3 separate regions of the Gossypium hirsutum genome follow, and regions 1 and 3 are each linked to region 2. The links are chromatin contacts, called in public Hi-C maps. All regions are on one chromosome and are shown on one strand. The core of a region is the stretch at or near the end of the contact, and the rest is flanking DNA. Distances in the headings are between cores, read along the strand shown.

Region 1 (4,572 bases), core at 457-2,956, 270 kb after region 2:
ATATTTTGCAGTACCAATTGCACTATTTTTAAAGCACAACTCGCTGAAATTTCATTATACTGCTCATCGAATTTTTGATGTACAGCTAGCTCGATATATAGTTTGCCATATTTTCACTATACTACAAGTATTTTCGCCATATAGTTCGCCTTTTTTTGGTTATGCTACTCACCATATACACCATTGTTATCCCCAATGTTAATGCTAAATTAAGTGGCGGTTTTAACATTATGAAAGAAAATAATATCAAAGCCCAAATCAACATTAGTGACACGGTCAAAGAATCGAATATTGCACGCCACTGTTTCACAACAAAGCTTACTCAATAAGTTTTAATTAAAGCTTACATAACAAGCCCTCAATTACACGGGTAAGGTGTGTAAACTTGTTTTAGAAAAGCCACTTTATAACTCTTTTTCAAAAAAGCGGGAGACAAATTTGTTATATAATACCTCACAAACTCGAAATTTGGTCTGCCTGGGTGATCTAGAATCTGACTCAATCAAGGAAAGGATGTTATCTAGCTCACCTTTCTGCTAGATCACCAGTTAGTCACTCCCTAGCTCACCACCTCCCTGTTCTCATAACGGCAAGGATTACAAATCCAAGGAACCCCTTAAGGGATACGTGTCAGGTCTAAGGGGATAACATGTCTTCATGCACGACACCTAGTTATCCCCTAAGACGTTCCATCAAAGAACCATGCCTTACAAATACGAGTAATCCTAAGAGAGGGGAAGGGGGAAAGGAACCATCAACAGAAGTGTAGACAAAATAAATGGTGTCATAATCCTAAGAGAATGGGATGGGGGAAGGAACCATCAACAGAAGTGTAGACAAAAAAAATGGTGTCATAACAATGGTCAAGTTTCTCTATCAATTTGGTGCAATGAAAGGGGTTTTAGCTCTTAATCTTACCAAGAAGGAAGTCAGGTTTTATATACTACACTAACAGAAAGGGAGAGGGACAGAAGAGGGGGAGGAGGCCGGTAGGGGAAGAGGAAAGGAAAAGGGTTATTTTTATTTTTATTTGATATTAATATAATTATTAATATAAAATTTAAATATAATATAATATTTTTAAAAAATATTTATGTAGTTTTATATATTTTAAAAGTTTATAATTTATTTTTTTAATAATATTTTTTATTTTTATATGATTTTTAAAATTTTTTATTATATTTTAAAAATATTTATGTATTTTATATATTTTTTTGAATTTTTTAGGTTTAGGATCAAATTGAGACAATTTATAAATTTTAAGGGTTAATTCTTTAAAATTATGACTAAAATGACATAATATGTAAAAGTTAAAAGCTAAATTTATTATTATACAAAATTTTCAACTATCACGTCACTCGTTAATGCAATTAAGGGAAATGGATAAAAAATCAATCTTAACTAGTTGGATGGTCAATTTAAAAAAAATTCATAATTAGATGACCATTTTAAAAAGATCATAATTGAGTGGCCAAAAAAGAAGATAACCAAAAATTGGGTGACTTGTGGTGAATTTACCCAATTTAGAAAGGGGTGATTGATGATTTTGATCTTATCTGAAAATAAAGAGGAAAGGGCTAAATGATGACGTCACTGCCAACTCACCCCTAAACGACAAAATCGAATCACTTTGGAATATTCATCTCTCTCTAACCAAAAAACCGAAACATGAAAGATTCGTCTTGTTATGCGACGGGCCGACGGCACGACTTTGATGTTTTTTTTTTTGCCCTTTCTCTTTCTTCCATTTTCTCGCTTAATTTCCTTCCTCGATCCATAACGTTATCTTTTATTTTCTCTCTCTAAAGTAAACATTTTTTTTCTTTTTCTTGGTACCAAAGTTTATTCTCCTCATGATTCTGTTTATACTTTATTTCCTTTTAGAAAAAAAAAATATCACAACTAATTCCCTCGACTTAGCATCTCTCATCTTGTTCGGATCTCTCTATGCTCTTTGGTTTGAAACAAACCCTTTCCCCTCACATATATTTATATCATCCACTGTCTCTGAAAATCTCGGTGTGGAAGAAATAAAATTACTTTTTTAAGTAAAGAAAATTTCCTTGCTATGAGAGATATGGATTACGCTCAAAAAATGCGCAAATGCCATGAATATGTGGAAGCTTTAGAAGAGGAACGACGAAAAATCCAAGTCTTTCAACGTGAACTTCCTTTGTGTTTTGAGCTTGTCACCCAAGGTTTGTGCGTTCTCCACTGACCATTCATTTAATTTCTTTTCCTTTTTGCTAAAATTTGTGTTTGGGTGTGTGTTTTTTAATAGCTATTGAGTCATGCAAGAAAGAGATGTACATGCAAGGTCAATCGGAGTGTTCGGAACAGACATCGAGTGACAGTCCTGTTTTGGAAGAATTTATCCCCATCAAAAGAAGCTGTAATTGCTCTGAGGAAGACGATGATGATGATGATGAGAATGTTGCTGCTGCTGATAAAAAGAAATCTGATTGGCTTAGATCTGTTCAGTTATGGAATCCACCCTCCAAAGAGGTAACCTTTTCTTTTCTTTTTTTTGGGGGGGGGGATTTTTTCTTTAATTGCAAAAGAAAATATTTAACAAAATTTGGGTTTTTTTTTAGGATGTGGGTAAAACTGGAAGTGGGGTACAAATGAAGGGAAATGGTGGAGCATTTCAGCCGTTCCATAAAGAAAAAGGTAATGTAGAGAAGAAGAGCGTTGAAGCAGTAGGAAAAGGCAATGCTTCGGCTACAGCAACCACTACTACGAGTGCTTCTACGACAGAAAGTGGGAGCAGAGGAATAGCAGCTGACGATGGAAATACTAATAAAAAAGTAGAGAAAGGGCAGCAGCAGCAGCAGCCGCCTCAGAGAAAGCAAAGGCGGTGTTGGTCGTCGGAGTTGCATAAACGCTTCTTGCATGCTCTTCAGCAACTCGGTGGTTCACATGGTGAGTTTTGTCATTTGCAGTGTGCAATTTATTTCGATTTCTTTGTAGTAGTTGTTGTTGTTTATGTAAATGGAATTTGTTTTTGCAGTGGCTACGCCTAAGCAGATTAGGGAGCTGATGAAGGTTGATGGACTTACAAATGATGAAGTTAAAAGCCATTTACAGGTTTGTAATTGTTCTGTACTGATTTAACTCATTAACTGCTAGATTTAGGGTGGCATATATAGCTAATGATCGGTTTATTTGTTTCAGAAATATAGATTGCACACAAGGAGACCAAGCCCTAGTATCAACAGCAATGGCAACAACCCACAAACACCTCAATTTGTGGTGGTTGGAGGAATATGGGTGCCTCCACAAGAATATGCCTCGGTGGCGACAACCGCAGTAGTATCAGGGGAAACCAGTGTGACTCCAAGTCCGAACAGCGGAGTCTATGCCCCGGTGGCCGTCCCGTTGCCGACGCTAGCTAAACCATCAGTGCAAAGACTGCAACGATCACAATCTGAAGATAGAGGTAGTCATAGTGAAGGGAGAGTTCACTCAAATTCACCATCAACATCTTCCTCTACTCATACTACAACAGATGGGTTCCCTGCGTTTTAGTTATCTTACTGTACATTTTTTTCATTTTTACCTCTAGTAGAAAGTTCTATATGAAAATAACCGAGTTTTTGGCATTTTTTTTACATCTTCTTGCGCTTTGTTCAGTGTATATCATCCTTGTTTAATAAAAGCAAAGCATCCTTTTTGGGTAAATTACTTACTCAAGTTTTTTAAATCTCAATATTTATATATTATGTTAATTTATTCTTAATTTTAAAAAAATTAACTCTCAAATTTACATTTTGTGAAATTTACTTTTTTTTTACCCCTTCACCTAAATTTTTTTTTAAATTTATCAACTAAATTGATCCAAAATATATAAAAAATAGGAATATCCAAAAATCTAATGTAATAATTTCTATCTTCTCTAGTTCTATTAAAACTAACCTCGAATATTACAAAATAAAAGTAAAATTATAAAAAGAAAAATTTAAATTATGTAATATGTAAATGTTCATGGTTAATTTTTTTGTAAAATTAAGACTAAATTGACACAGTATATAAATATTAAGGGTTAAAATTGTTATTATGTCAATTTTAAAAACTGTAAAGTTATCTATTTGTCCATGACTATAAAAGAAAATTTGTGAAAAAAAAAACTAAAAATTAGATGACCAGCAATACCAATATAATAAGTTTCCAATGTGTATTTAGCATAGTCCAAAAATATATATTGAGAGTGAAAATAAGGGTAAACAAAAGGTATGGTGTTTATAATGAGAGGCATGCATGCATAGGAGTTGGGGGAATATTCTGGTTCTTGAAGAATAAAATTGAGCAATGAAACGGATTGATGTATTAGTTATTGTTTAGAAAGCAAATTGAGATGTTGTCGTATCATAATTGTCCAAAGTATATTCCATATTAGTTTAAGTTATCTTGAAGGAGAGGCCAGAAGGGGGCATCTATCTAAGTATCTATACTATTAAACAACATATATATTTGATCCTAAGAATCTTAGGATCGATCCAGGATTTGTTTTGTTTAATATCTTACTTTGTTTCCTAATCAATAACTTCAGCGTCTCTTGGTTGAATGTAAAGG
Region 2 (4,850 bases), core at 2,277-4,776:
GAAATTGTTTTGCAAAAGCGGAATAAAAATATGAAGTTTTTTTCTAAGCCCTGACATTGATTATGAAAAGATATAATATTATTTTATGGTGAATGCAATAACCTTTAGATATATTATTAAGCTGATAGTTCATAATAGATTTAACTTGCATCTAATGGTTGTTATTACAACCTTTTATGAATCACTATATAGTAAAGTTTATATTAAAATCCTTGAAGGATTTAGAATGCTAGAAGCATATTGAAATTCTCGGAAAATTGTTCATTTATATGAATTGAAATAATTTAAACATATGTGGTAAGTTTGATTCAGTGAATAGTAGTTGAAAGAAGATTATAAAATAATCCAAAATACATATTTGTGTTTTTATAGGAAACTCATGATTAAATTTTGCTATGATTATTATTGATACTTCTGAAGAGATCAAAATATATTTCTCCAAAATTTTCACTCACAACTTCAAAAGAATGATGATATAAATGCTTAGCAAATACTTTCAAATGGTCATTTGAAAAACTAGTATTCAATATTGAATACTAGAATATGGGAAAGTATGTGATGTTTTCGTGAGGGGGAGTAAATACGCGCTGTAATTTTTTTCCGTTAATTGAGGTTTTGTCCCATTAGGTTTTCCTGATAAGGTTTTTAACGAGGCATCATATTATGTGTATTATAGATATGTGTACTCTTTTTCCTTCACTAGGAATTTTTTCCCATAGAATTTTTATCTTAGTAAGGTTTTAGCGAGACACATTATCTACCATAGACATCCAATGGGAAGTGTTATGAATATCTTATTAAGTGGATATTCATTAAGATCAAGATAAATTTTGATGTACTTTAAATTGTAATAGTGATTAGAAGTAGATCTCTACTTCATTTATATTTCTTATGCCTATAAATAGAGACTTTGGAGAAGAATTGTAAACATTCCAATTGATCAATAAAATAAGCTCTCTCTTTTGCTCTCCCATTTTCTTTATTCTTTACTCTTTGTCATTCGAATGAGTTTTTAATGCATTTTAGGTTTATTATCTTTTCTTATTTTTGAAAAAAAAATTATTTTCTTCCATAAAAATTGCATAAAATTGAAAAAAAAATGAGGAATTCAAATAAAACTTATAAAGTGAATAGAAATTTTATCCCCTGAAATGAGGATTTTTGAAATTGAAATATATTTTAGTTTTATTTATTTTAAATCATTAAAAAAATACAATAATTGAAGATTAAAAAAAAATTATCCACTGTATCATAAATACAAACAAAATTGGGTGTGGAATTGAAGAAGGAAAAGTGAGGCCTACCTTCATTAATTGAATAAGTTTGAAGGTGGGAAAAATAGAGAGATCATTAAAACTGCATTGACATCAACCTTTAATTAATCCCAAGTAATTAAAATAGTAGTGTTAATGCAAACTGTGATATTCTATTTTTAAAAACATGACAGTTTTTAAGTACAAATTTCTTTCCTTATGTATGCATGTTTTTTGTTGTTGGTTTTTGGGGACAGATTTCAGCTTGACAACTGCAAACCATATACAAATTTGAAGTTTTGAAACCAAAAAATAATACATGGAGTTTTGACCATTAATTTTGCCTTCTCTCCATATTATTATATCTATAATCAGAAATCCGTACAAATATTGTTTAATGAGGACAGATTGGACTATTTTATTTTTCCCTGTTGGCTTGTGCAAATGAAGAAGATGGGATGAATTTCCAATTTGGAAGAGAAAGACTTTTTCTTTTTTTAGGCTACACTAGAATATCAAAATTTAAGTACATTTAATCCCAACAAGAGAGGATAAAAATGTTTCTGCCTTCACCCTTCTAAGACAAACCCCTTAAGTGTTGAAGGGTTTATTGGAGTATAATGATAAAAGAGGATCAACTCTCCATTACCTACTGTCCCTACCTCCCAAATTTGGAATCTTTAATATTATTTGGCAACACTTGACTTGCTTCACCTCTATATTTACATCCTAATTGAATGTTCTATAAAATTAATTTTTTCAAAATTTATAGTTACCGTTTCACCAAATATTTGTTCATCATGGTAGTAATTAATTACCAATTTAAGCTAAAATATATAAAAATAAAATTAATTAAAAATTCCAAAAAATAAATAAAAATTGAGTTTCATCGAAACAAAGATGAGGGGTCATATAACCAAATAAATAACTGAATAAGAAAAAAAATCTCTTCCATCTAAATTACAAGCAATAAATTATAACACAAATAGTAAGAAGGATTAATTTAATGGTTATCCGCAAGAGGATTTGGCAGCCGACGTCCGGCCTAAATTTTATTTGACTTATTGATTTGTAACCTATTTTCATCTCATATCTTATTACACTTTAACTGTCCTTTAATGTTTAAATTATAAGAAAGATATCTGGTGTCAACACTAAGATATGGATATTTTCTCTTTTAGTCCCCACTATATCATATTCTTTTTCTAGTTTCTACCGGAGCCTTATTCTCCAAATAACATTTAATTATTTGGTCAATATGAAGGAGACAACTTCATTCTCATTTCACTCTAATTTAATTATGCAAATTTATTTATATTCATAATTGAAACCAAAAACAGAAGCAGAAAAGGAGGCGAGACGAGAACTTGTGTAATAATGTGATGTAAGGATGAGGGTGGCAGGGGGATGCGTGGATTGGATTGGTGGGCTCCAATCTTATAATTTTATTATGGCTATGTTTAGATAGCATATGTAATTACATTTTCTAAGAAACATATGTGACTGATTCACAAAGTATAATTTTAGTTATAAAATTTTATCTTAATTATTATTAAATTAAAATATAAAAATTAAAAACACATATAGTGAGACTTCAGCCGGAGACTAAGATATTAAAGCTCTAGGATTTTATAACCTTATTGCTAAGTCAAGGCTTCATTAATTTTAAGTATATTTTTAAATTATAGTTAAATTTCTTTTTATAAAATTTATAATCATAATATATATTAATAAAATATTAATTATATAAATAGAATTTAAGTTTTACACTAATATAACTCAACCTTCTCCAGTTAATTTTATTTACAAGATAGTACAGGGGTAAGAGAATTGAAGTTCATGTTAAAATTAATGAATGCATGCATGGGCATCTCGTGAAATTAAGGTGTCTTGTGCATGGAAATTAAATGCCTTGGTATATGTTGGAATTTCCTTGTATTTCGTTATGTACATACAAAATCTGTAAAATATATGAACTTTGAGATATATTTTGATGATATAGCTTCATTTAATTCAGTTATCAGAATATAAAATATAAATCAAGATGAAAAAGTTATACTAATTTTCATTGCAGCATGGGTCAACCTAATTATTCTCCTTTGGCGAAGTCATCTATTCTAAAGTGAAATTATCTCCTATCTTTGGAATTTTGAATTGTTCAACTTTGCCTCACTCCATCGCCCAAACCTTGTCATTTATCTTCTCTTTAAATATTTATCCATTGCTCCATAAATATAGAAGGAATATGAAGACAAAATCCAAGTAAAACATCAAAGTAGGACCCTACCTCAAAACCAAAACCAAAACCAAAGACGCTCCGTTGCTGGGTTTTCCCTAAACAACTTGCAAGTGCTTGCGGGGGTCCTGTCCTCTCCTGTTTCTGCTCATCCTAAGCAACGAGAACTAATCCGTACAAAGACAAACATTACATTTAGATTTAAGCAAATTGAGGTACATATGATATGGGTGGTGCATATGGTTGTATTTTGATTTTGCATTAGCGTATTTTATTCGTAGTGCATGAACAAGGAGGGAAAAGGGGACGTAGAAGAAACAAGGGGAAACCCCACTTGTATGATTGGAGCTGAAAATGTCAATAATGTTTGGTTGGAATTAATAATAATAATAAATCATGTATGAAGAAACTATGAAGGGGAAGAGGAGATGATAACTATGGTGAAGAACCTATAGCCAAAAAGACAAACCAGATGCTTGAAGGGAATCCAATCAAGGAACAACAGTATCAGATATGATTTATTATCAACTATATGTATATATTATTACTAGTTACAGATAATAAATGTTTTAACACAGAAAGGGGAATGGGAAATGGCAATCAGCCATGGTGGTGGTCAGCAAAGGGGGATGAACTAAAACTAATGACACGGTCCACACTCATGTGAACCCCATCAACTTGCTCAGTTCAGGTCCCACCTCACATTCACAGCCCACAACTTTCACGTACTTAATCCTATTCACTCCATTTCCTCTTTTTCCAGGCCACCTCCTTAGTCCTTAGCAATTTCTCTTCCTTTATGAATCTTCCTACCCATATCTCATTCAACACATATATATATATAATATATGCAAGTCGTCACCAATCTAACCTTCAAACAATCCCAACGCACACCTCTATTTTCTTAGTCAAAAAACACACAAACACAAACTACAAGTTAGCACAACAACAAGACCTTACAATCCAAAAGAGAACAAAAATGGATGGAAGCAGTTGCATAGACGATAGCACTACTACTGATTCCATGAACGTATCACCTTTGTCTCCGCTTTGCCAGGTTGGAAGTCGAAACAGCGGTGTGATTTTGGATACCGAAGCAGAATCGAGGAAGCTCCCTTCTTCCAAGTACAAAGGCGTCGTTCCTCAACCCAACGGCCGATGGGGTGCTCAGATATACGAGAAACACCAGCGTGTCTGGCTTGGAACTTTCAATGAAGAAGACGAGGCTGCTAAAGCCTATGACATAGCGGCTCGAAGGTTTCGGGGTCGTGATGCCGTGACCAACTTCAAACAGGTTGAAAAAACCGAGGGAGATGACATGGAAATGGCCTTCTTGGAGTCACATTCCAAGGCTGAAATCG
Region 3 (4,286 bases), core at 1,363-3,862, 400 kb after region 2:
CAGATGCAGCCCCAGTTACAGCAGCAGCAACAGCAGCAGAATCCACAGCTGCAACAACAGCAGCTTCCGCACTTGCAGCAGCAACAACTCCCTCAGCTACAACAACAACAACAGCAGCAGCAGCTACCACAGCTGCAACAGCAGCAGCTTTCCCAGCTGCAGCAGCAACAACAACAACAGAAGCAGCAGCAGCAGCAGCAGCAACAGTCGCAACACCCTCAGATGCAGCAACAGCAACTTTCTCAGCAACAACAAATGGTTGGTTCAGGAATGGGTCCTGCTTACGTTCAAGGTCCAGGATGATCACAATTAGTTTCTCAGGGGCAAGTTTCATCACAGGCCCCACCTAATATGCCAGGAGGGGGATTTATGAGTTAAATCAGCAAAACCTTGGAATCTACTGGCCTAATTAGAAATAACTAGTCTTTATCAGTGACTTTAGTGGCTAAGCATGAGGAGAAAGTCATGTAGTATCATCTGGGATGAAGTAATTTTTTTATGTACTGATGATAACGTCTAACATGGTACATTCATAATGTGCCATCATTCATGTGTCTAGAGTAACTAATGAGGTGGGAGGAAGCAAGGGTTTTGCTGATGAATTTCATTGCTTGTATTTCAAAGAGATTAGCTGGTACGGAATTTCGATATAAAAGTTAATTCCTCTTCATCTTATCATGCAAACCTGTGTGAACTAGTTAATAATATAAGGCTAGGCTACATTAATTCATTTTGTATAGGATCCGATTTCGAATGTCATGCAGTAACTAAGCCATAAGTTGTTTTGATTATGGATTTTGGAATACCAACTTTCATGGATTATAGTAGAAATGCTTAGCATCAATCCATGCTCAAGTCTCTAAGACTGATTGATGTTTACTCTTGGCACACCTTGAACATAAAAGTGGTAAAAAAACCATAGCATTCAAGAATTTTTAATCACTACAGCACATCACTGAAAGCTTTATCCCATCCTCTGAGAAGAGAACAGAATTGAAACAGCATACCTTTTGTCTCTCTATATTAATGTTTAAAGTTTAAAAGCCCCCTCCACACAAGGTGGGAAAAAACAAAAGGTCAATGTCCACTGAGGTAGACACTGAATAAGAAGCCAGAAAGCTTAAACTACACATACAATACAAAATTGTTGGAAAGTTACTGCAAGGGATCAGACCAGCCTATATGAAGAAAAAGCAACTTCCCTGTAGATTGAACCATTAGAAAAGATCTAGTCTAGATTCATTTGGATCACTATGATGTCAAAATGACGACAATGTTGAATGAAAGATTAGTGAAAATATTTATGTTATCATTGAAATTTTGTTTGCATTCAGCTTCCGGCCTCCAATGGCAGAGGGGGGGGGGGAGTGGGGACACCTCAAAATAAAGACAGTGACCCGTACCAAACTTTCCCATAAACAAGCAGCCTCCTTGCTTTAATCATTATTTCAGAACCTATGGCCTTAATTTCTACCATAAAGCTACATAGAAAGAAAGTATAATGATTTTGGGATTGATCCAAAGCACCAACCAATAAAACTTCCCGTCATTGGCTTAGGGTCCAAAAGCTCGTAAAAAATGCAGAAAAGCCAACGATGTCCTTTTGCTAAAGTATAGGAAGTTTCTAGTAGGGCTTCGTGTTGCTACTTGCCAGCCATTAAAAAGTCCTTTTATTCCTTAACTTGCATCATGGTGGAGTAGAATAATTCAGTCTCTGTCGCCATAAGTCCAAAGCTGTCACTTCTCATTCCACTTCTCATTCCTTGGGTCTCTAACTTTATTTGTTTTTGTTATGAGATACCTTGTTAAGTTAACCACTTTGATCGGATAAAAAAAACTCCCCATCTGATGTAATTTATTATATGCTTACTACGCAAACCAAACTTTTTATTACCTCCATCATAATTTTATTATCAACTCTCCACGATACGGTGAAATTACATTTTATCATATCTATGACACTATCACCAACCCCAAGTAGTTGGACATGTGTTCAAGGATCCACATCCTCATAAGTCTTTAATAATCTACTTTACATACTAATATTGTGTCAAAATCTTATCAGAACCTTCCATTTTCTTCCAAACTCTCCGGAACCATTGCTAGCAACTCTCTACACACTATATGAACCGCTTCCAACCTCCAACATCACATATTATATCAAAATATACATACTTTTGAGAACAAAAGAAATTAAGAATCAGAGTTTGAAAATTTCTTTCCAATAACAAAAATGCTAGAGCCACTTGCTTATTATCAAAATAGAATTTATTTGGTACTATATGACTGTGGAACTTGCAGATGAATCATATCATTCTATTGTAATCATTTGATAAATTGTGACTCCAGTAAAACCAAGGATCCTGTTAGTTTCCCATTCATATTTTCCCAACTAATTAATTATTTTTGGAGAGTGCTAAATACACATAAATTGTATGCATCGGTTTTTCCTTCAATTTTATTAGGGGCTTTTAAGGGCGTGTAGGAGAGGGTCTTGAGAGATGGAAAAAGATATTCGTTTCAGAAAAGGAAAAGGGTTAAATAAACAATTGCGTTACTTTGTTATAAGATTAAGATGCTGTTTTAACAAGTTGGGATAAAAGGTTTTGAGGGAAATGGCAGAAGAAATATCACAAAAAGAGAAAAAGAGCTAACCAAAGTAAATGGGATGTCATTTTCTTAACTTTATTCCATGAAGCAAAGTAAATCATGTACCACTAACAAGTCCCAAGTCCTCTACTTAAACACATGGTGACGATAACCCAACTCCTTACATTCAGGAGATATCTCAATCTTCCAATTCAATACTTTTTGCAAAGAATGGTTTCAACATCTCCTCCAAAGGTGAGAACATGATGAGTTAGCTTGTATTACCTGGCCAATGGCCAACACTAATTGACTACTTTTCCATTTTGATTCTAACAGGAAGTTCAATCCATCAGGAAATGGGCAGAAGGTGATCCTACTCGCAGAGCCAAATGGTGGTACTCCACTTTTCACACTGTCACGGCCATGATAGGTGCAGGTGTCCTCAGCTTGCCCTATGCCATGGCCTATCTAGGATGGTATGCAATGCTGGAACTTAAAACTCAATTCAACAAAAAGGCTTAGTTGAGACAAGTTGGGAAATTTTTTACTAACCTTCTGTTTTCTGATCTTAGGGGTCCAGGAACAATGGTTCTGGTATTATCATGGTGCATGACCTTGAATACAATGTGGCAGATGATACAACTGCATGAGTGTGTCCCTGGAACTCGATTCGATCGATACATTGACCTCGGGCGATATGCTTTTGGACCGAAACTCGGAGGATGGGTAGTGTTGCCTCAGCAGCTGATTGTTCAAGTTGGATGTGACATTGTGTACATGGTTACAGGAGGGAAATGCCTCAAAAAGTTCATGGAGATTGCCTGCACCAGCTGCACACAGCTCAGGCAGTCCTACTGGATCTTGATTTTTGGTGGTACCCATTTCTTCCTGTCTCAGCTTCCCAATTTCAATTCAGTTGCTGCTGTTTCATTAGCTGCAGCAGTTATGTCTCTGAGTTATTCAACCATAGCCTGGGCAGGTTCCTTGAGTCACGGTCAGATCGATGGTGTGAGCTATGATTATAAGAGCACAAGTCCGACTGACTTCATGTTTCGAGTGTTCAATGCACTAGGCCAAATTTCATTTGCATTTGCTGGTCATGCAGTTGCCCTTGAAATTCAGGCCACAATTCCATCAACCCCAGAAAGGCCTTCGAAAATACCGATGTGGAAAGGTGCACTCGGAGCCTATTTCATAAATGCCATATGCTACTTTCCAGTAGCCATGATAGGATACTGGGCATTCGGTCAAGATGTCGATGATAATGTACTTATGGCACTCAAGAAACCTGCATGGCTCATAGCCTGTGCTAACTTGATGGTGGTTGTTCATGTCATTGGAAGCTACCAGGTTTATGCTATGCCTGTGTTTGACCTGCTGGAGAACATGATGATCAAAAGGCTCAACTTCCCACCAGGGATTGCTCTCAGGCTCATAACTCGATCTACTTATGTAGGTGAGGTTTCCTCTATTTGAACCAACTTTACTTACACGACCGTCCGTAAGTTATAAAATGAGTTAGATATTTTAGTTAATTATAAGAACAATGGATATTGGATGTTTGCAGCATTTACCCTGTTCATAGGAGTCACTTTCCCTTTCTTTGGAGATCTTCTGGGTTTCTTTGGTGGATTTGGCTTTGCTCCCACTTCATATTTTGTAAGCAACACACACACACACACATATAAACATATATA

The links. Hi-C and Micro-C count contacts between places; a contact is called where the count stands out from the background.
Region 1: a Hi-C map of leaf shows a contact between it and region 2, with 2.7 times the contacts expected there. The contact joins the promoter of LOC107894165 here to the promoter of LOC107894163 in region 2. A contact is called at or near these places in 3 of 34 Hi-C or Micro-C datasets (all in leaf).
Region 3: a contact with region 2 is called in a Hi-C map of leaf, with 3 times the contacts expected there. The contact joins the promoter of LOC107922424 here to the promoter of LOC107894163 in region 2. A contact is called at or near these places in 10 of 34 Hi-C or Micro-C datasets (callus, fibers, hypocotyl and 3 more).

What each region holds. Positions count from the first base shown.
Region 1 is chrA13:10,219,495-10,224,066 of Gossypium_hirsutum_v2.1, forward strand. It overlaps LOC107894165 (transcription factor HHO3), which reads left to right and starts at 1,707. Exons shown (of 5, transcript XM_016819384.2): 1 at 1,707-2,198; 2 at 2,282-2,505; 3 at 2,595-2,922; 4 at 3,011-3,087; 5 at 3,175-3,681. The coding sequence starts at 2,069. The coding sequence ends at 3,528.
Region 2 is chrA13:9,947,781-9,952,630 of Gossypium_hirsutum_v2.1, forward strand. LOC107894163 (AP2/ERF and B3 domain-containing transcription repressor RAV2) reads left to right here and starts at 3,527. Exons shown (of 1, transcript XM_016819382.2): 1 at 3,527-4,850. The coding sequence starts at 4,289.
Region 3 is chrA13:10,350,083-10,354,368 of Gossypium_hirsutum_v2.1, forward strand. It overlaps LOC107922424 (lysine histidine transporter-like 6), which reads left to right and starts at 2,613. Exons shown (of 7, transcript XM_041084866.1): 1 at 2,613-2,844; 2 at 2,926-3,065; 3 at 3,162-3,463; 4 at 3,569-4,045; 5 at 4,157-4,248. The coding sequence starts at 2,749. It also overlaps the pseudogene LOC107932391.